Linked DNA regions of Mus musculus: all the other regions are linked to region 5. The links are chromatin contacts, called in public ChIA-PET, Hi-C, HiChIP or PLAC-seq and Micro-C maps. All regions are on one chromosome and are shown on one strand. The core of a region is the stretch at or near the end of the contact, and the rest is flanking DNA. Distances in the headings are between cores, read along the strand shown.

Region 1 (3,116 bases), core at 422-2,921, 420 kb after region 5:
ACAGAGCAAGTTCCAGGACATCCAAGGCCTGTCTCAACCCCTACCCCTCAAAAGGTGGGGGGTGGGAGAGGAGTGAGGTGTATCATTAAGAGAAGTGGAATTCCTGTTCGGTCAGCCTTTGATATCTCAGGAATTGGGTTCAGCTACCAACACCCACAGGTTCTCAAGCACCCTATGCAGAATGCCTCCTTCTTATATAAAACATTTCCACAAATATTTAAAATAATCTGCAAGTGGTGTATGAACACTGTTATGCTGTGTGGTGTAATGACAGACGTCTGTATACGTTCTCTAGTGGATATAATTATTTTCTTTGGGGACTCTTGATCTGCGGTTGGTTGGCCAAAGATATACAGCAGCTTGTGGCTAGAGAGAACTAGCCAGAAAAGGAATGCCAGCAATTCCCTGGAAATGCGTCTCTTCCCCTGCCTCGCTCGCTTCTCCCAGTACACGTGCTTTCTTGATCTGCTCTGCTTGCTGAATTTACACTCGGTTATTTCAACAACTATGATTTGTGCTCTGGTGTGCCAGGATGGGCCAGGAGTTGCATGTTGCTTAGCTTCACCCTCTGCCTGACCTCATGACGTTATGTCCTAGATAGACAGACATCAAAAAAGGACAGAACCACAACTGGGTTAAGAACTATACGCAATGATACTATGTCTCTTTTTTTACCTGAAGAAGATGAGTCCCCCCCTGTCTCTCTCTGTCTCTCTCTCTCTGTGTCTCTCTGTCTGTCTATGTCTCTCTCTGTTTCTCTGTCTCTCCCTGTCTCTCCTCTCATCTTGACTTTATATAGGACAAAGGAATCTCTTATTTGTAAAAAGTGAGTGATATCGGGGCGTGGTAGTGCATGCCTTTAATCCCAGCACTTGAGAGGCAGAGTTTGAGGCCAGCCTGGTCTACAGAGTGAGTTCCAGGACAGCCAGAACTATACAGAGAAACCCTGTCTCGAAAAACCAAAAAACCAAACCAAAACAAAACAAAACAAAAAAAGTGAGTGATAGACCAGGTATGGCGGGGTACACCTTTAGTCTCAGTATGCCAGACATAGAGGCAGGCAGATCTCTGTGACTTAGAGGCCAGTCAAGTGAGTTAATAAAAGTATAGGGAGGACTGCTGTAGCTCCATGCCCACTGTGTGGGTTTGATTACCATCACTGAAAAAATGCACACAAATACACATATGTAAATATGGGATTTGAGAAGCAAGTCTTATCATACACATGATGTAAAAATGGACGTTAGAACATCTCAGAGAACCTGACCTAGGATTCTGATGCCTAGCAGTTTAGAGGGTGGTATGATTTAGAACACGGTACTAGCACAGGTGGTAGGTTCAGAGCCAGGTAGCTTTCAGTGTGTCATACTCACACATGTACCTACTGCTTGACATGATGGCTTTGTGTAGCTCCCGGATAAGTACACAAAGCCCACAGAGAGTATCCAGCCATGGGCGTGCAAATAGGACCAGGCAGGTTGGAAGCAGCGGTAAGCAGATCACTTAGATGCAGGGGTCCAGCAAGCTGATTGAGGACAGAGGAAAGTGTGAGTAGATGGAGTTTGGGGAAATGTAACTTTGGGCAATATGGGCTCTGAACCACTCATGTGGAGGAGGCTGATGGAGCCTGTGCAGACAGTGGTCCAAGCAAGGTCATCAGGCGCCCTCTAGTGGACAAACTGGGTATAGGCCGTGAACTCAAATAGCTTACAAGGCAATTTGTATGTTAATGCAGTCCTGAACCCCGGAAGTTGGGAAGCTGAGGCAGGAAGACAGTGCATTCCAGGCCAGCCTGGATGGCACAACCAGATTTCTATGCAAGATAACTAAATAGTTTAAAGTGTCAAGACAGCCTCTTTGAAATCCTTTAATCAGAGGGAGGTTTAGAATCAAGGGGAAGCAGACATATTAAGAAACTTTAGAATCACCAGGTGTATCCACTCTGTGGCCCACAGGATTTGTATGTCCCAGGACAGCCATAAATGTCATGTAACATGTTTGTAGATCACAATAACAATTGCTGTATCAGTAGTTTGCATACCTCGGGACCACAGAAATATTAAGTAACTACTAAAGTGTGTATGAGATTTTAAAAACATGAGTTAACCTTGAGATTCTGAGTTGTAAAGTATATGTTGAGAGAATGATCCATGCTTGCGGTTTAGTTGAAATTTCTTAATGTATTAGCTATTTTAGCACTAATAATATTTAATTATCACAATACCTATAATTTTAACTCAGTTTTGGAACTACTTAAGAATTTGAAGTTTGTTAATCAAAGAACTTTTAAGTAAAGCTATCAAATATGTTAAACTTTAAAGAGAAGTCTAGACAAAATTCAGTTCACTCCACTGATAAATGCGAGCAACATAACGCCATTTAAAAGGATTATTTTTCTTTAAGAATCCTATTCGGTCTCAGGTGCGATGGGACACACCTTTAATCTCAGCACTCTATAGCTGGAGACAGAGCAGATCTCTGAGTTCTAGGCCAGCCAGTTACAAGATGGGGGAGGGGCAGTAAGAAAGCTCAATTGATCCCACCACTTCAGTCTTCCAAGTAGTAGGAACTAGAGGTATCACTTATCATCATCACCATCACCATCACCATCACCATCATTTCTTTACATGTAAAAGCTATAGAAGTTAGGGCTGGAAAATGGCTCAGTCAGAAAACGCCCGTTTCTCAGCACCTCACAGGGGTGTGTAAACCGTGAAATCCCCCTGTCAGAACAAATGGGAGGTTAGAAAGGGCTTTAAAGAAGTGCGACTGCAGAGTTCACACTCATCTGACAAAGCGGATGTTGACCGATGCCCCTCCTCTCCCTCTGCACTGACTCATTGATGCTTTAGCCACATGTGGTCCTGTGGCTAGCAGTCTTCCTCACACAGGGAGTCCCACGTTGTTCTGTGACCACCCTCAAAGGCACAGCTCACAGAAACGAGGAGCATTGATTGGCCATTGGAATCAAGTGTATATCAGGCTCCAGTCGCAGCCACAGTAATTCCTTTCCACAGATGTGTAGTGCGCCCCCATGCGGCAGGGCCACGTGAGTGCTTCATGGCGATTTTGTTGGAAAGAGGCTGTCACCCTTTGTTTCTGTTTGTTTCTGCCCC
Region 2 (3,168 bases), core at 45-2,544, 340 kb after region 5:
CTGCTCCTTGAAATCTAAATATAGAATTATATGTTACTCAAGAATTCTACCTTGGTCAATGTGTCAAAAAGAACTGAAAGTGGGACTCTGGCTTCTTTCTCCTTTGTTCCTAGCAGTATTGCTCAGAAAAGTCAACGGCAGAAACACTCAACTGGCTGTTCGCGAGCACAGGCATAGTCCAGGAGGACGAAAGGGTCCTGAAGGTGGAGGAATGAGGGTGTGTGGCATCATGAAGTTCTAATGCCAAAGAACTACATTCTTAAAAACAGAAGGGTAAATTTCATGTTGTGTATTATTTTTTTTTCCTGTAAAAATGTCCTCAGTAAAGAAAAGTTAGAAAAGTGGAGCTTTCTGCATGTTTGTCGTTCTGGTAAAAATCACAAAGCAAGCTCAGGTTTGATCCTCTTTCCATCTCCAAAAATTCCTTCCTGCTCTGTGGGAAACTGAAGGGTATTTTTTGCATGCATTTCTATGGTTCCTGAGCCTGAGGAATGTGGTTAATGCTTAATGGCAGTTGTCAGAGTCAACGTTGCCAACAAGTTCCTAGAAGTGTTTTTAAACACCCACAACCCAACATCCTCTTCCCCAGGTGAACTGTCTCCAAGTGAAACTGATCAGAACTGGCATCTTCTTCCCCGGCCCCAGGCAACAATTTCTGAGCTTGCTTTCCTCAATGACAGAGAATAGTAAGACCGAATCTACCAGAAAGTGTTTTATAAAAATTAAAATCTCAGGATCACAAGTTCAAAAATGAACTTGAAGTCAAACTTTATGGCCCATGACTTTGGAAAAACTCTTTCTACAACCAAATATTTTGCATATTTTTGGTAGTCTACCTGGAGTTCTTCTCAGCTCGTTTCACTGACCCAAATGTGAACACTAAACAGCCAGACCAGCAAGCAGGGAACAGTGCTATAAGGAGTTTCTTATGCTAGCAAGAGTTGGGGGGAGCCCCTAAATACTGATAATGGCCCCCAGTTACTTGGCTCAGGGTACTCTTGATAGATTATTTCTTTTTCGGTTCTGTTCTAAAATTGGAACTTGAAAGAACTTCTAGTTTGACCTAAAGGCCAAGCCTGAAGAATAATAATGGGCTCCTTCAAAGAATAGTGGAGGTTCTCTGAAAGAATCCCTAACATAGATAGGTTCCTAGAGAAGGCATAGACAACCTAAAAGTGCCAGTGTGAACTCCTGAATAAAACTTAAAGAATGGAAGTCCCTGCCCCACCCACAGGAACCCATGTGTAAACTCAGATTCTCTGGATCTCATTAAAGTGACTCATGAAAGTGAAACCAGCTGCCTTCCCACGTGATAGGCAATTTACCAATGTTCTCACTGTGCTGTTACGTGTGAGAAGAGGTGGTCACCAAAGAGAGAGGCTCAGGTTGAGTTTCTGTTTCTGCAATTTGTGTTGTGGTGATAGCAGTGTCCTCTCATGCAAGGAGAATACACTCCAAGATCACACAGTGGGTTCCTGAGACCAAATACAGTAGTAACTGATAGCTTTGACTGTTGACTTTATTGGATTAGGAAACAAAACACCATGGTACTGGCACAAAAGCACAAAAGTTGGAGAATATACTAGAGGAGACAGAAATAAGCCCACACAATTACAGCCACCTAATTTTTGACAAAGCCATAAAGACACCCATAAGACAGAAGAACAGATACCCTCTTTTCAAATTTTGTGAGAAAACTAGATCTGTATCTCTCACCTTGCACTACACCCAATTCAAAATGGATCAAAAACCTTAATGGAGGATTTAAAATTTCGGAACTACTCAAAGAAAACATGTGTAAAGCACATCAAGATGCAAAATAGGCAAGGATTTTCTAAGTAGGATTTCAATAGTGCAGGAAATAATCCTAAGAACTAACAATGGCATCAGATAAAGCTGAAAAGCTTCTTCATAGCAAATGATATAGTCAGCAGAAAGAGACAGCCTACGGAATAGGAGAAAATAATTGCTGATCGCTAAAGTGGAGATGTCTGGTTTCTTGGGAGACTCAGATGAAAGAATGTTTTGCTGAAGCAGACACAGGTGAAAGGATGTTGTATGATAGCAAATACATGAAAGGATGCATGATGTTTAGAGAGAATATATATATGTATATGTATATATATATATACATATATATATATATACATATATATATATATGTATATATATATATATATATATATATATATGAGACCCCCACAGACAGTGGAAGTTCGAGCATTAGCTCACTTTGTTCAGCCTCAGTAGTCTTCACTGATGACACTCCTTACACTGTGTTGTTGAGCTTTGCTTGTGGTGACTTCATAGAGAAAAACTCATCAAAGAACTCATTAGATTCCTGTGGCTTCTTGCCTGGACTCAGGCTGATTTGCCTCATGGCTTCTTCTGGATTGAACTGCCCTTGCTGACTCGTGTGTGGTGTCTGCCAAGTGGACTGGACAGCAGCTGCCGGTTCATGTTTGGTGTTTGCTAGTGAACTGGACTAAGCACAGTGAAAATTGGATTTGCCCCAAATCACTATTTCTAAACTGGTCCGATTCCCATATCCTAATAACGTTTCTTTTTCACTACTTCTGGTGGGTGCTGGGCTAGAGGGGAGGCTGAACCCTTATTAAAGTAGGTTGTGAAAAATATATACCTATAGATCTCACTTCATATAAGTGACTAATATCCAGGATACATAAAGATTATAAAAACTAAATACACACAGAACTAATCATTCATCAATAAATGGACTAATGAGCTAAATCGAGTTTTCAAAAGAAGAAATACAAATGGCCAATAGACATTTAGAAAGAGTGTTCAACATCTTTAACCATTTTTAAGATACTATCTCATTCCCGGCAGGATGGTAGCATAACAGTGAGGTAACAAATGGAAGAAAATACTTGCAAGGGTGTGGGGAAAGATAAGCCCTATTCACTGGTTTCCTGTGCAATTAGAGTAATTACGGTGAATGTGGAAAAGATTCTTCTGAGCTTGGGCTTGATGCTTCAGTGCTTTGATTGTAACAGAAGAGTAGAGTCTCAGTCATTTATAACCCATTTGGCTAACAGTTCTGGAGGCTAGGAAGCCCATGCCTCTGGTCCAGTACCTGTTCCATATCTGCATAACCTTCTTGCCACTTCATCCCATGGCTGAAGCATAGAGGACAAAAGAAGAGAA
Region 3 (2,986 bases), core at 88-2,587, 260 kb after region 5:
ATCTTCCTCCTCTTCAAAACCAGCAATGTTGGGTAGTATCCTGACATTGTCTCACTCTGACTCACTCCCAGTTTCCCTTTTCTACTCCCCCCCCCCCCCGAGACAGGGTTTCTCTGTGTAGCCTTGGCTGTCCTGGAACTCACTTTGTAGACCAGGCTGGCCGCAAACTCAGAATTCCACTGACTCTGCCTCCCAAGTGCTGGGATTAAAGGTGTGCACCACCACTGCCCGGCTTCCGTCTTCTAACTTTTAAGGACCTTGTGATGGCAAGCGAGGTAATCCCTCATAATCCTCTCATTTGAAGACCTATTGATTAGCAGCTGTCATGGCGTTTTGTCAGGTATTCTATTGCAGGTCCCTTGAAAATGAGTTGGCCTTCAAACCCCCAGCACCTCAGAATGCAGCCTTGTTTGGAAAGAGAATCATTTCATGGGGATCTTGTTGCTGTTTTGTTTGTTGGTTTGTCTGTTTGACAAGAAGAGGCTCATACTGGAGCAAATGACTCCTGAATCAATCAGGCTGGTGTCGTCAACACACTGCCATGGGAAGGTGCAGGCACCTGGGTGCATGCCATATGAAGACAGAAACAGACTGGAGCAATGCCTCTAAAAAGCCAGAGAACTTAGGAACTATAAGACATCAGAAAAAGAAAGAAAGGAACCCCTTACCCCTGTAGGTACTCTGACAGAAGCATAGTCCATCAACACTTTGAGGTCAGACAGAGAGCCTTTAGAACTGCAAGATGACAAGCTTGTTTGTTTGTTTGTTTGTTTGTTTGTTTAAGAGTCTAAGCTTGTGGTGCCTTCTTATAGCAGTACTAGGGGGTGGATAAGCTATTTGAGGTAATGGTGCCAGCTTCCAAGATGTGAATATGTCTTTAAACATGTATAACTTTATAACCATAGTGGCTGTTATCTTGACAGGACAGTAGAGGAATTCTATGCATTTGCTCCAGTCTTTATTTTTAAATATGGCTTATATGGCAAATAGCTTTCATGTATGGAGATAATATCTACCCTGGAATGAAAGAGGTTTTTTTGTTTTAATTTGAATTTTGTTGTAGTTACTCTCAGTGAAATAAAGAGTTGCCTCTCTGGGGGCAAAGCCCAAGTGATCTACTATCACCAGAAACCACTCCTCTGATCGTAACAAAATGACCCACTGGTGGGGTGGATGTCAGCTAGTCCCCTTGCGATGCCCTGTGGGACTTGAGACCTTGGAAACTGAAAGTGAGGGAACACTGGTTAGTTTTCAAGCATAGTGAATCTCAAACCGTGGACAGGTCTTGGCATAGAATCTGTGTCATAGATGAGTCAAGCAGGAAGTTGGCTAAGTGGAAGAGAGACTCCAGTGAGTCTCTGTCATTGAACGAGTTAGCATGGCCCAGGAGGACGACCTTGGCTTGCCTACTCTTGTCACCGCCTGCTCACCCCCTTCAGCCTCCAAGTAGAGCTCCTGAACGTCAAGCATCGATGTTATAGAGGATGTTAGAGGTACACCGTGAGGCCATGCCTTAGACTTACTGAGTGGAACACTCCAGCTGAGCCAGCATCTGTGTTTCTGTTAGCCTTTTGGGAAACACTGGCCTGTCTAGCACTGCATGATCCCCTTTGGTGGTCTTGGTGAGTGCAAATGGGAGTGTTTAGAGGGAGTCTGAAGTCAAGTATGAACTATAAGAGCAAGACCTTTGCCTGGCCATCGTGATTCCTCGGACTCATTCAGTGAAACGTGGCAGGGTCTCTGTGCTTTCCTAGACCATCACCCTCTACCCGCTTACTCCAGGGAAGAGCAGACCTTTTGCTGAGATTACATCACCATTTTAGTCTGCTCTGTGTTGCTGAAACAGACTCCTACTAGCTTAGTAATTAATAAAGGAAAACAATTACTGCTCGTAGTTCAGGAAGTGGGAAGTCTGGTGTGGGGGTAGAGGTGGGGCTTTATCTAGAGACAGTCTCTGTGCTTGCTTATTGCATGATGTAATATAATACCGAGCGATGTGAGGTGGGAGGCAGAGAGAGAAGTGAAGCAGCCAAACTCACACTTTCATTTTTTATTAATTAAAAATCTACTTATGCCCACCCAGAGATACTGGCATTGCCCATCCAGGAGGACAGATTTCTCAGGACTCCTTTCCTTCTCCGAGGTACCATCTCCTTGGTGGACACAACTGGGCTGCAGCAATCAGCTTCAGCATTTTTTGTCTGTTTGATGCTCCAATCACAAGGAGGCAGGCTTGGGCTTCCAGGCTCCACTATACCCTAGGGAAAGAAAGAGGTGGAAAGGAGGGGGAGGATGATTTCTGGGGCTGGAGCCTGACTTTGCCCCTAAGTAAAAGTGAGCTGAGAAATCTGCAGACAGGTTTAACCCTGTCCTCACACTTGGAGGGGGCCTGCTGCTTGTCTGCTGATCTTTCTCGGGAGACTGATGGACGTATGCATGCATGCGTAGGGTATTCATGCATGCATATGTGTGAGTGTGTGTGTGTGTGTGTGTGTGTGTGTACAAAAGCGATGGATGTTCTTGATGGAAGAGTGCAATGTTTCATACTTGTGGATAAAGTTGCCACTTGTAGGAAGTAAAAATGAAGTCTTCGGCAATCACTGAAAGGCAGCATAGTAGAGGAACAAGCAAATCCTGAGCGATCCCACAGGACTTCTTTTCTACCAGGCTTTTCCTCTTTCCATTTCCAGGCAAATCACAGCGTTGGAAAACACTCTCATCACTACACCGAGAGCCTTCCAATGGAGACTTAACAGAATGCCAACTGCAGCAACAGAAGGAAAAACTTGGGTAGCAAGAAAGCGCGTCCATATTCTTCCGTTCAGTTATAATGAGGGGTTTGAAGGTATCAGATCCTGCCCGGCATGGGCCTGACATCCCAAGAGACAGGTACAATTTCTGTTCCCAGCTTTGCTCCATCTTCTAGCCAGCTCATCCTGGAAACAAAATTTCTGTTTTCTGGGGGATGTGCATTAACCCCGATCAC
Region 4 (2,835 bases), core at 134-2,633, 340 kb before region 5:
AGAGGTGACACCGGTTAGTGACTCAGATGGAAAAGGACACAGCTTTTTAAAATAACAGTTGTTCAAATATTTTATCCCTCTTTTTTTTGGGGGGGGGGGGCAAGGTTCATTATAAAAACTTTTCAGCCGCTGAAATGACTGATTTGCGACTCCTGTTGATGTTCTAAGATCTTAACTGTGCAAATAGTTTTCAAAATGTCGAAGGACAAAGCACACGCCTGCATCAGGAATTTAAACAAATGCAGAGGTCTGTACTGGATCACGAAGCCAGGGTTCAGAATGCTTTTTATCCTGAGTTATGCTCTGTTGTTTCCTAATTCTCTGCTGATGGATTACAGAAATCAGAAAATTTCTGGGACCCTGAGGCTTCACTTCTTCATTTCATTACTATTACATAAATAAATAAATAAATAAATAAATACTATGCAGCCACCCTGAACGTTAGTAACTAAGATGTCAGGAATAAAGTCTCAAGATCTAAGAATCAGCAAGGGACCTGAGGGATCAGAATGGGACACTAAAGCGCCCTGCTGTAACTGTTCACCTGTCCCTGTTGTTGAATGAGGCGCAGACTGGGCCCCACACTCAGGCTGACAGCACCACACACAATCCCTCATCCTCATGATTCCCAGTTTCTGTTCCAAGAACAGTTGGATAATCAGGTACGTTCTGCACGAGGTGGTGGAGTTCAATCAGAAGCTAATTCAAGCCATAAAGCCATATACCAGATCTCTTTATCTTTTTATATAGATCTGAGTTCACTAAGAACAACATTTTAAATCTCAGAGCAGCTGCGTACAGCACAGCCATGCAAAGTGAGACCACTATGGAGAAAGGAAAAACCCAGAGGACTGCAAGGGTTTAGACAGGAAGACAAGAGCTCGTCTTCTTAGGCACGAGGAGAGATGTTATCCGGCAACCATTATGGGATAGGTATTTAAAAGTCATCCTTCAAGTCGGGGGTAACACAGATGGCTGCAGCTCAAAATAAGAATACCACAGTTCAGAGGGATCACAGGAGTCGAGTAACGAGCCTTCTCCCCTAAGGCTGCCATGAGTCCAGCTCCATCAACTCCATCAGCTCCTGTGGACCAGGCACGAGGAAGGCTTCTCTATGCAACATGAGTTTTCATACTTGTAGTTTTAAAATACTATTCAGAAATTTGGAGTCCAAGCAGAAACTGTAGGGATTCTGTCTCACACAGACCCAAGACGTCCCGCTGTGCCCCAAATGGATCCTACTTATTTCAAGTCAACTGCGCCCAGGGCAATGCCAGGAATTCAAGAAGAAAGGCAGTCGCAGATGCGGGATGTAACAAAGAGTGGAGTGAGAGGAGAAGCAGATTTACATGAGAAAGAAATCGGCTTGTGGAAGAGGACCCCCCTGCCTCTCCCACCACCCGTAGTGAGGACTGATGCAGGGACGAGTCTCATGCAGGGCCCCTCCTACTGCCCAACATGCCTGAGCTCAGGAAAGGCCCGAGCTGGCCTTTCCGTCTGTACGGGGTGACTGAGCGCACACTCCCGAGTAACCTACAATGCACCCTCTAAGAGCTTCTGTTCTGGTGTCGGGCCCCTCATTCCCAGGGACACAGCATTCCTTGCTGCTTGATACTAGCAACTATTTCTAGGGCACAGCAAAGACCTGGGATGAGCCTCAGGTTCTCCAGCTCCTGTGGCTGGCACTGCCTCTCTCTCTTAGCACTGGTTTGTCTCCCCCTGGTGGCTCAAGGGGAGTCTGTTTGCACTTGAGCTCCTTTGCAGTTTCCTCTGCCTCTATTTGATGCTTTTTAGGAGGGCTGTCTGAGCCTTCACAACGCTTTGAAGGCATCTTCACTGCCAGGTGCTACGCACTTGTCCGGGTGAAGCAGCACAGCCAACTTCCGGTAGACCTTATTAACTTCCTCCCTTGAGGCCCCAGGTCTGACTCCCAGCATCTCCCAGCTGACCTTAACTATTTCAGGTTCTGCGAATGGTGTCTGCTTGTTCTTTGGTGAAACTAGCACTGCTATTTGCCGTAGGATGCTTCCCGCCATTTTCACACAAGTCAACTATGGACATGTAAAAGGTCTGGAACATCTCTTTGATTCCCTCGCCAGTTTGTGCTGATGTTTCAAAGTACCTTTGCTTTCAGTCCAGAGACGCCCCTCACTTTCATCGATGCAGCAGTGTTTGGAGCAGTCAGTCGATCATGTTGGCACATACAACAAAGACAATGTTGTCCACGTTCCCGTGCGGCCCAAGCTCCTGCTTCTTTTCTGTCAGCCATGAATCAAGGGCATCAAATGCGTCTTTCTGCCCAACGTCATAGACCAGTATCACACCTTGTGTGTCCTTGTAACATTCATTTCGGACCTCAAAAAAGAAGGGGTATCCAGCCATGTCAAAGATGTTAACTTTGATTTCTCTGTCTCTGACTTGGACCTTTGGGACTCCATAGTCAATCCCAATGGTTGACAGGTACTTAGACACAAATCTCTTCTCACAGTAGCGCTTTATAATGCAGCTTTTCCCCACTTCTGCGTTGCCCATGGAGATGACTTTGATGAGGAGGGACTTGGCGGGCTCCTTCCGCTTGGCATCTTGGACTCCATCGCCCTCCTCTGCGGGGGGCCACAGGTTGTGGTGTCCTTATGCACCTCAGGCTCCTCGCCCAATGACGGAGCCGCTGCGCTGGTCACCACCCTGGCTTTCCGCACTAATCCCCAATGCTGCCTGGCTTCGACAGTCGCGGGCTGTTGGGAAGCGGTGAGCCGCGGAGGGCCTGTTGATGTTTTCTATGGATGGATGGATGACACGCTATCGGGGTTTCCTATGAATGACTGACAGGTTGTG
Region 5 (2,992 bases), core at 68-2,567:
ACTCTGTACTTCTAGCAAGTTTGTTGCTGACAATGATGCTACCTGTCTAAGAAGTACTGCTTCTGAGCTCCGGCAGTGGATTGATTCTGCTACATGCCGGACACTCATCATAACACTGCAACTTTATAAAGCGAAACCGAGTACAGCAAGGAAGGTGAACGTGGGATTCCACTATGGTTACCACACACTAAATTTAATATGTACCGCAGACTCCACGGCATAAAAACGCTACTTCTAACTTCGCTGCTCCTGTCAGGGCATCAGGGTTTGTCAAGGAAATGTGTAGTGGCGGGGACTTGTGAAGCATCACTGTGGGTTTCATAAAATTAAAATAAGTTTGCCATTTGATTCAGCAAACCTACCAAAGGGTACACCTAAGAGAATTCAAGTAGAAACTTAAAGAAATATCTATATACCCACAATCATAGCAGCATTATTAATAATTAAAAACAAAACTAGAAACACCCTGAAAATCTATCACCAGATGAATAGATATCGAAAAAGGAATATTACTCATTATTGAAGGACAATTTCTAAAATATTGCTACAACATAAATGAACTCCAAAGACATTATAACTGAAATAAAATCAGGGACAACCAGAACATAATTCAGTGGAGGCAACCCACTTATAAGAGGCTCCTAAGTATAAAAACCCAGAGTGGGAAAGGAATCTCAGGGAAGAGGGCAGCTAGGGAGTCAGTGTCCAATGAGGACAGAGTTTCAGTTTGGGACAGTAATGGAGCTCTGAAGATTAGCAGCTGCACAATGATGTAAAAGCATTCACTGACTGAAATGCACACTTAAAAACTGTTGAAACAGCCAATTTGGTTTTAAAGACGTTTTACCACAAAAGGAAAAAGGGTAAAGGTTAAGTGGTGATCGACAAGAGATCTGAGAAACTGATGGGGATCCAGGAAACGGAAGGACCACGGTGGGTGGGGAGGCTGTTCCCTTCCTGCCGCAGAAGCCACCAACAGCGGGCATGGGAAGTCATGGCGAGGAGGCACTGTCCCCAAGTGCTGCCTCTTGGAGATCAAACAGAGATTTTGCCCACTTGAGACACCTGCTGACTACTTCGTTTTTTTTTTTTTTTTTTTTTAAGGGACCAGAAAAAAGTTGAGAGACGGCCCCAGCATCAAGGACTCTCTGGACTTCCTAGCTCATTCTTCTACAAATACATTTTTGTCTACCTCTCAAAATTCCTAGGGACACTGACTGCCTGTGTTTGCTGGAGCCACTATGCCGCTCTGGAGCAGATGGCATTAACACCATGCTGTGGACGGGATGTAGGCACAAGGCCAAACTGTGAAAGTGGTTATAAAGCTAACTGTTCTGGTTTCAATCTACCACAGTTCTTTATTCTCTGTGCATGCGAAGTCCATAACAGTAAACTGACAGTGAATGTATAAAGCTGTAAGTGGCACTCCACGGCTTCAGGATGGCCCTTTTAATGGTATGGAAGGTCACAGAGATGGGTATTCTGGGCCTGGTAAGTGTGTCTGCCTTGAACAAGCTGTATGATGATTTTGTCTGCGAGTTCCTTTAAACATAAACCTTTCTTGTTGAATTTTTCTTTCTTTTTTTTTTAAAAAGATTTATTTATTTATTATATGTAAGTACACGGTAGCTGTCTTCAGACACACCAGAAGAGGGCATCCGATCACATTACAGATGGTTGTGAGCCACCATGTGGTTGCTGGGATTTAAACTCAGGACCTCCGGAAGAGCAGTCAGTGCTCTTAACCACGGAGCCATCTCTCCAGCCCTCTTGTGGAATGGGAAAGAACTCTTCAAAGGACATTGATGTCGTTTCTCAAGTGTGAGATAGGGAGCACCCTACTTTTCCACAGCAGAAGGGGCCCCCAAGTGGGCTTGCTGGTCCACACACCCATTTGTCCTTAGTCTGCTGTACACGTGTTTTATTGAAGACACACATTCCAAGTCCATGTGTATAGTTTCATATCAAGACTAACTTTACATAGCATGCTTGTGGGATTGCCAGTAGGCAAGCCAAACTTACAAATCCTTTCTCTGAGAAGTAAATGAAAGTCTCCATATGTAAGACACACACTCGTGTCTACTGCAGCCACAGTAAAGTAAAAAAAAAAAAAAAAAAAATGCAAACCAGGCAAAACCCAAATATCGAAAAAGCCAGCCTCAGAAGTTCCCTCTTAGTACAGTTCACACATTAGCCACGTGGGCATTTCAGGGAGTCAAGTGATAAAGGCATATCTGATCCTGGGCTTTAAGTTTCTCTTTCCATTATACTTTTACATACATATTTTGGGTGAAAAGCATTTCTACCCTGTACTAACCATTTTGCAAGAACTCTATATAAGTCTTTTTGCAAAAAGGAGCTACAGATCTAAGGGATTTGAATGAGAACACTTCTGAACACTCTTAAGGTTGAACTGTCAATCTGACATTTTTTTCTTAGTCTGCAGAGCTGCTTTAGCGGACAGGGAATGGCCTCCTCTCCCTTTACCGCGCTGGCAGGCCTGAGAGCGAGCATCCAGACCCTTTAGCAGCAGCAGCAACAGTACTCCAGAGGCCAGGGATCTGACCCACTCCAGACAGCAGTACAGCACAGCCCCACACATGAACACAACGCAGGATGAACTGGGCAACCTATAGCTCCGTTAGGCTCCACTGTACATAATCAACTTACCCCCTAAGAGGAGTAATGGTTTTTAGGCTTCAATGCCAAGCAAGGTAGACATTGTTAAATGTTCCTAATATAACCTTGGGCTAACTCTCATTGAAAGGGGTGTACAGGAGGATGGAAGAACAAGCCTGCAGGTCAGCCAAGACTTTTCAGAAGATAGGCAGAGTGGCATTGGAAAGATTTATGTTTCCCAAGATGGTGTGTATGCTGTGCTGCAGAAGGTAGGGGTGTGGTGTGCCCTCCACATTTGTACTGAGCTCTGGACAGGCAAAAGCCAAGCTGAAGGAAATGATGGAGCTGAGTATGTGATTTGTGTGGGAGCGAG
Region 6 (2,885 bases), core at 212-2,711, 460 kb after region 5:
CACACACACACACACACACACACACAGCACTACTGCAGAAGAAAACTTAACTCTCCATTCTGATGACAGTAACAATAGACCATTAGCAGTCTGCCCCACCGCATTTTCACCATTCAATTCACAGTCCAACCATTTAGGCATATTTATATATATATTTATATGCCTAAATAACTTAAATAACTTATTCTCTCTCATATCCCAGTTCTGTCTCAACATCTTGGAGCACAATATTGCAAAAACACACAGGAAAAATTGGGGAAACGTATGCTTTGCAAAAATGGAAAAAAAACAAAAACAATGCCAGCTGTTTAGTTTGATTTCATTTTTAAGTTGTTGAATCATCTTATTCCTCTTTCATACAGTATATTGCTGGCTTTCAACTTGCATTTACTCTGGGATGGGAGTATCTGAATACACTTGGACAACATTCCCAGAGGATGTCATCTGCTTGGATGGCACTGAAGGGGCTGCCTTCTGGCAGCAGTGCTTACAAGTGCTGTCCTTGGGTCATCAGCAAGAACTCGTTAAAATACAGTATCAGGGCACATTTGGAACGAACTTAATGAGAAGCAGATGATGGGGCTCAATAACATGTTTTAGTAAGCCTTTGATTATCCTGGTGTGAGTAAAAGATTGAGAATCACAGGTTAAAAGTCATTATTAAAATAGTGACTGAGAACTTCAAGAAATTAGAGAAAGATACGGTACTGGGGGGGCAAAACCACATGGAATACAAAACGTGCCACATAAAACTCTAAAGAAACTTTCAGCAGTTCTGCCATTTTAAATAAAACATCACACTTTTCTTTTATGATCTGCTATTATCTTAGGTCACACCGCAGGGGCGGCGGGGGGCGGGGGGGGGTGCATGCACCACCTGGAAAGCTAGGTGCTTTAAGTTCTCCAAACGGTTACTGTGTCCTGATAATGATCTTAAGAAGTAGGTCCATCTCTCTGAGACCCGAGTGTCTGTCTCTAAGAGAGGCGAGAAGCTACCTAACAGACTAATTTTCAGATGTTTTGGATCCAGCCCTGATTGCCCCAGACTTCTTCCCTCCCGGTCTGTTCTTCTAGTCTATCTCTTCCGCAGGCCGTTGCTTGCACACAGGCAGCGGAGGTCGTCTGTCACACCCTTTCCGAGCTCTAGAGGATTTCCCGGGGGTTCCAGTCACTCTCTGGAGGCTTCCTTTGGGGATCAAGGGAGGCAAGCCCCATCCGATCAGTGTGGGCGGGGAGCGGCCACGAGCCTCCCGCAGGCCTGCCTGTCCCCGGCTGCCCGTCCGTCCTCGGTCGGCCCGAGCGCCCCACCTGCTCCAGGGTGAGGAGGAGGAACTCCTGGGATAGCAGCTCAGGGTGCAGCAGCAGCTCCGCGTCCGTACAGCTGCGACCGCCCACATCCCCCGCCATGGTTGTCGCCAGGAGACCCCCTGGCCGGCCTCCCACAAGGCACTGCGGCGGAAGCGTCGCGGAAGTGACGTGAGGGGGCGGGACTCTGGTGTCACTCAGCGCGCCCGAGACGCGATGCTTTTCCCAGAGAGTAGAGTTTATGGCTGGCCGACTCGGCTGACGCACCTCAGCCAAGAGGACGAACTGGGACTGAGAGCGGAGCAGAGTCCTGCCCGGGCTGCGCCGAAAGCACCGGAGGCTAAGCAACGCGAGCTGGCCGCCATTGGTCCCGCCCCCTGTGACGTCCCATGGCAGAGGCCTCAGGGATTCTCCCGACTGCGTGGAGAGACAGAATGGAACAAGAGGGCAGACAGCTGTGACCCCAGATGGCATTGTCATGTCTGAAGCCATGCTTCTTTTCGCTTTTTACAATGTCTCAATCGTTTATTGCCTAATCTCCCTTCTACATAAAGTAAGCCCAAATAACACTCTGTAATCCCCTCTCCTCGGACATGGTAAGCATCAAGTATTGTTCCCTGGAAAGATCTTTAAACCGACCAGCTTACGTGTGGGAAATAATAAGAGAAAGTAGTAGCGCCAGTCCAGCGACTGTTACACTACTCCCCAGATCAGCCTGATGTGCTACTAGAATGCTTGTTTCTGGTATGAGGAAAATGAGCAATAGGACGGATAATTGGAGATCACAGACTGGCAGTGACAGGAACCAAGCAAACTGCCTTTGCGCTTACTAATAATTACAATGAAGTCGTGGTTTTTACTTTAACAAAATATTGTAGGCTTCAACTATATTCTAGTATTTGTGTGAGAAATCTCTTTCATCATTCATAGGAGACAGAGTCCTCAAGTTTTTGCACATTAAAAGGTTGTACTTCATACCTGTTATGAGAGCATAGTTTGTATGCTCTATAATGTATCGTTTTATTGGAAACTGTTGCATTGTTTATGAAAATATGAACTACTAGGAGTCTACCAAAAATATGCTTGAAAGAGTGCTGAAAAATAAATGAGATGTTAAATTAGTAATGAGAGACATCTTGTAAAATTTTCCAGTTTATGTGATGCTTTCAGGGAAGAAACAATTACAGAGCTGGGAGGAAATTTTAATGTTAGTGCTTAAAAATATTCAATCCAGTCCTTTTATTTTTGTGTTTGGAAAGCTGATCTAAGTGACCTTCCCTGAAAGGACAAGTCTTAAAGCTGGGCCAAATGTTCTCAAATGGGATTAAATGCCTTAGCTTTGTAACATTATTGTGCTAGTATATATTCAAATTAACCTTTATATTGTCGTATAATAATGAGTCTGGCATGGATGGCATCATTGGCTCCATTTCCTTCACTATAAGGTTATACTAGTTGCTAGAGTAGCTGTTTTGCAGGAAACTTGAACTTACAACCAAACCCAGTTTTCACTGGGTAAGCTGAGCTGGTCTCACGCCAGTTTCTTCAGGAAACTGCTGAAGAATAATTGAAATAAGGAT

Evidence for each region. A called contact is a pair of places that touch in the nucleus more often than the background predicts. ChIA-PET counts read pairs in DNA pulled down with a chosen protein or histone mark. HiChIP or PLAC-seq counts read pairs in DNA pulled down with a chosen protein or histone mark.
Region 1: an H3K27ac HiChIP or PLAC-seq map of T-cell acute lymphoblastic leukemia shows a contact between it and region 5, with 6 times the contacts expected there. The contact joins two enhancer-like sites. A contact is called at or near these places in 9 of 484 Hi-C or Micro-C datasets (the G1E-ER4 cell line, Th1 cells, granulocyte-monocyte progenitors and 4 more) and 3 of 115 datasets of contacts at active chromatin or transcription factors (T-cell acute lymphoblastic leukemia, effector CD8 T cells and extraembryonic endoderm stem cells).
Region 2: a contact with region 5 is called in an RNA polymerase II ChIA-PET map of memory CD8 T cells, with 12 read pairs. The contact joins two enhancer-like sites. A contact is called at or near these places in 2 of 115 datasets of contacts at active chromatin or transcription factors (embryonic stem cells and memory CD8 T cells).
Region 3: a contact with region 5 is called in a Micro-C map of the G1E-ER4 cell line. The contact joins two enhancer-like sites. A contact is called at or near these places in 2 of 15 datasets of contacts at CTCF or cohesin (large pre-B cells and pro-B cells), 30 of 484 Hi-C or Micro-C datasets (the AML12 cell line, the Ba/F3 cell line, the C10 cell line and 25 more), 8 of 115 datasets of contacts at active chromatin or transcription factors (T-cell acute lymphoblastic leukemia, embryonic basal ganglia, embryonic stem cells and 3 more) and 1 of 9 other capture datasets (embryonic stem cells).
Region 4: a contact with region 5 is called in a Hi-C map of CD8 T cells, with 4 times the contacts expected there. The contact joins two enhancer-like sites. A contact is called at or near these places in 2 of 484 Hi-C or Micro-C datasets (CD8 T cells and uterus).
Region 6: an H3K27ac HiChIP or PLAC-seq map of regulatory T cell precursor shows a contact between it and region 5, with 4 times the contacts expected there. The contact joins the promoter of AI597479 here to the enhancer-like site in region 5. A contact is called at or near these places in 1 of 484 Hi-C or Micro-C datasets (CD4 T cells), 3 of 115 datasets of contacts at active chromatin or transcription factors (bone marrow-derived macrophages, memory CD8 T cells and regulatory T cell precursor) and 1 of 9 other capture datasets (liver).

What each region holds. Positions count from the first base shown.
Region 1 is chr1:43,138,351-43,141,466 of GRCm38.p6, reverse strand. All of the region lies in intron 3 of Fhl2 (four and a half LIM domains 2), which reads left to right. Among named protein-coding and RNA genes, the nearest start is that of Fhl2, 24 kb to the left of the region's middle. Within about 2 kb of position 1,671, at least 32 of the 459 cell types and tissues checked have an H3K27ac peak or open chromatin away from gene starts, as enhancers often do. A contact at or near this core is called in T-cell acute lymphoblastic leukemia, where this site is marked.
Region 2 is chr1:43,222,522-43,225,689 of GRCm38.p6, reverse strand. No RefSeq gene overlaps it. Among named protein-coding and RNA genes, the nearest start is that of Gm29040, 37 kb to the left of the region's middle. Within about 2 kb of position 1,294, at least 106 of the 459 cell types and tissues checked have an H3K27ac peak or open chromatin away from gene starts, as enhancers often do. A contact at or near this core is called in memory CD8 T cells, where this site is marked.
Region 3 is chr1:43,301,317-43,304,302 of GRCm38.p6, reverse strand. LOC115487086 (a long non-coding RNA gene) reads left to right here. Exons shown (of 3, transcript XR_003947810.1): 2 at 2,691-2,889. Among named protein-coding and RNA genes, the nearest start is that of Gm29040, 42 kb to the right of the region's middle. Within about 2 kb of position 1,337, at least 32 of the 459 cell types and tissues checked have an H3K27ac peak or open chromatin away from gene starts, as enhancers often do. A contact at or near this core is called in the G1E-ER4 cell line, Th1 cells and double positive thymocytes, where this site is marked.
Region 4 is chr1:43,898,054-43,900,888 of GRCm38.p6, reverse strand. It overlaps the pseudogene Gm8241. Among named protein-coding and RNA genes, the nearest start is that of Tpp2, 35 kb to the left of the region's middle. Within about 2 kb of position 1,383, at least 35 of the 459 cell types and tissues checked have an H3K27ac peak or open chromatin away from gene starts, as enhancers often do. A contact at or near this core is called in CD8 T cells, where this site is marked.
Region 5 is chr1:43,560,481-43,563,472 of GRCm38.p6, reverse strand. The region is part of intron 4 of Nck2 (non-catalytic region of tyrosine kinase adaptor protein 2); the gene reads right to left. Among named protein-coding and RNA genes, the nearest start is that of Nck2, 120 kb to the right of the region's middle. Within about 2 kb of position 1,317, at least 42 of the 459 cell types and tissues checked have an H3K27ac peak or open chromatin away from gene starts, as enhancers often do. A contact at or near this core is called in CD8 T cells, the G1E-ER4 cell line, T-cell acute lymphoblastic leukemia and 4 more, where this site is marked.
Region 6 is chr1:43,097,286-43,100,170 of GRCm38.p6, reverse strand. AI597479 (expressed sequence AI597479) reads right to left here and starts at 1,461. Exons shown (of 4, transcript NM_133818.1): 1 at 1,309-1,461. The coding sequence starts at 1,407. It also overlaps a transcript of Tgfbrap1 not described here.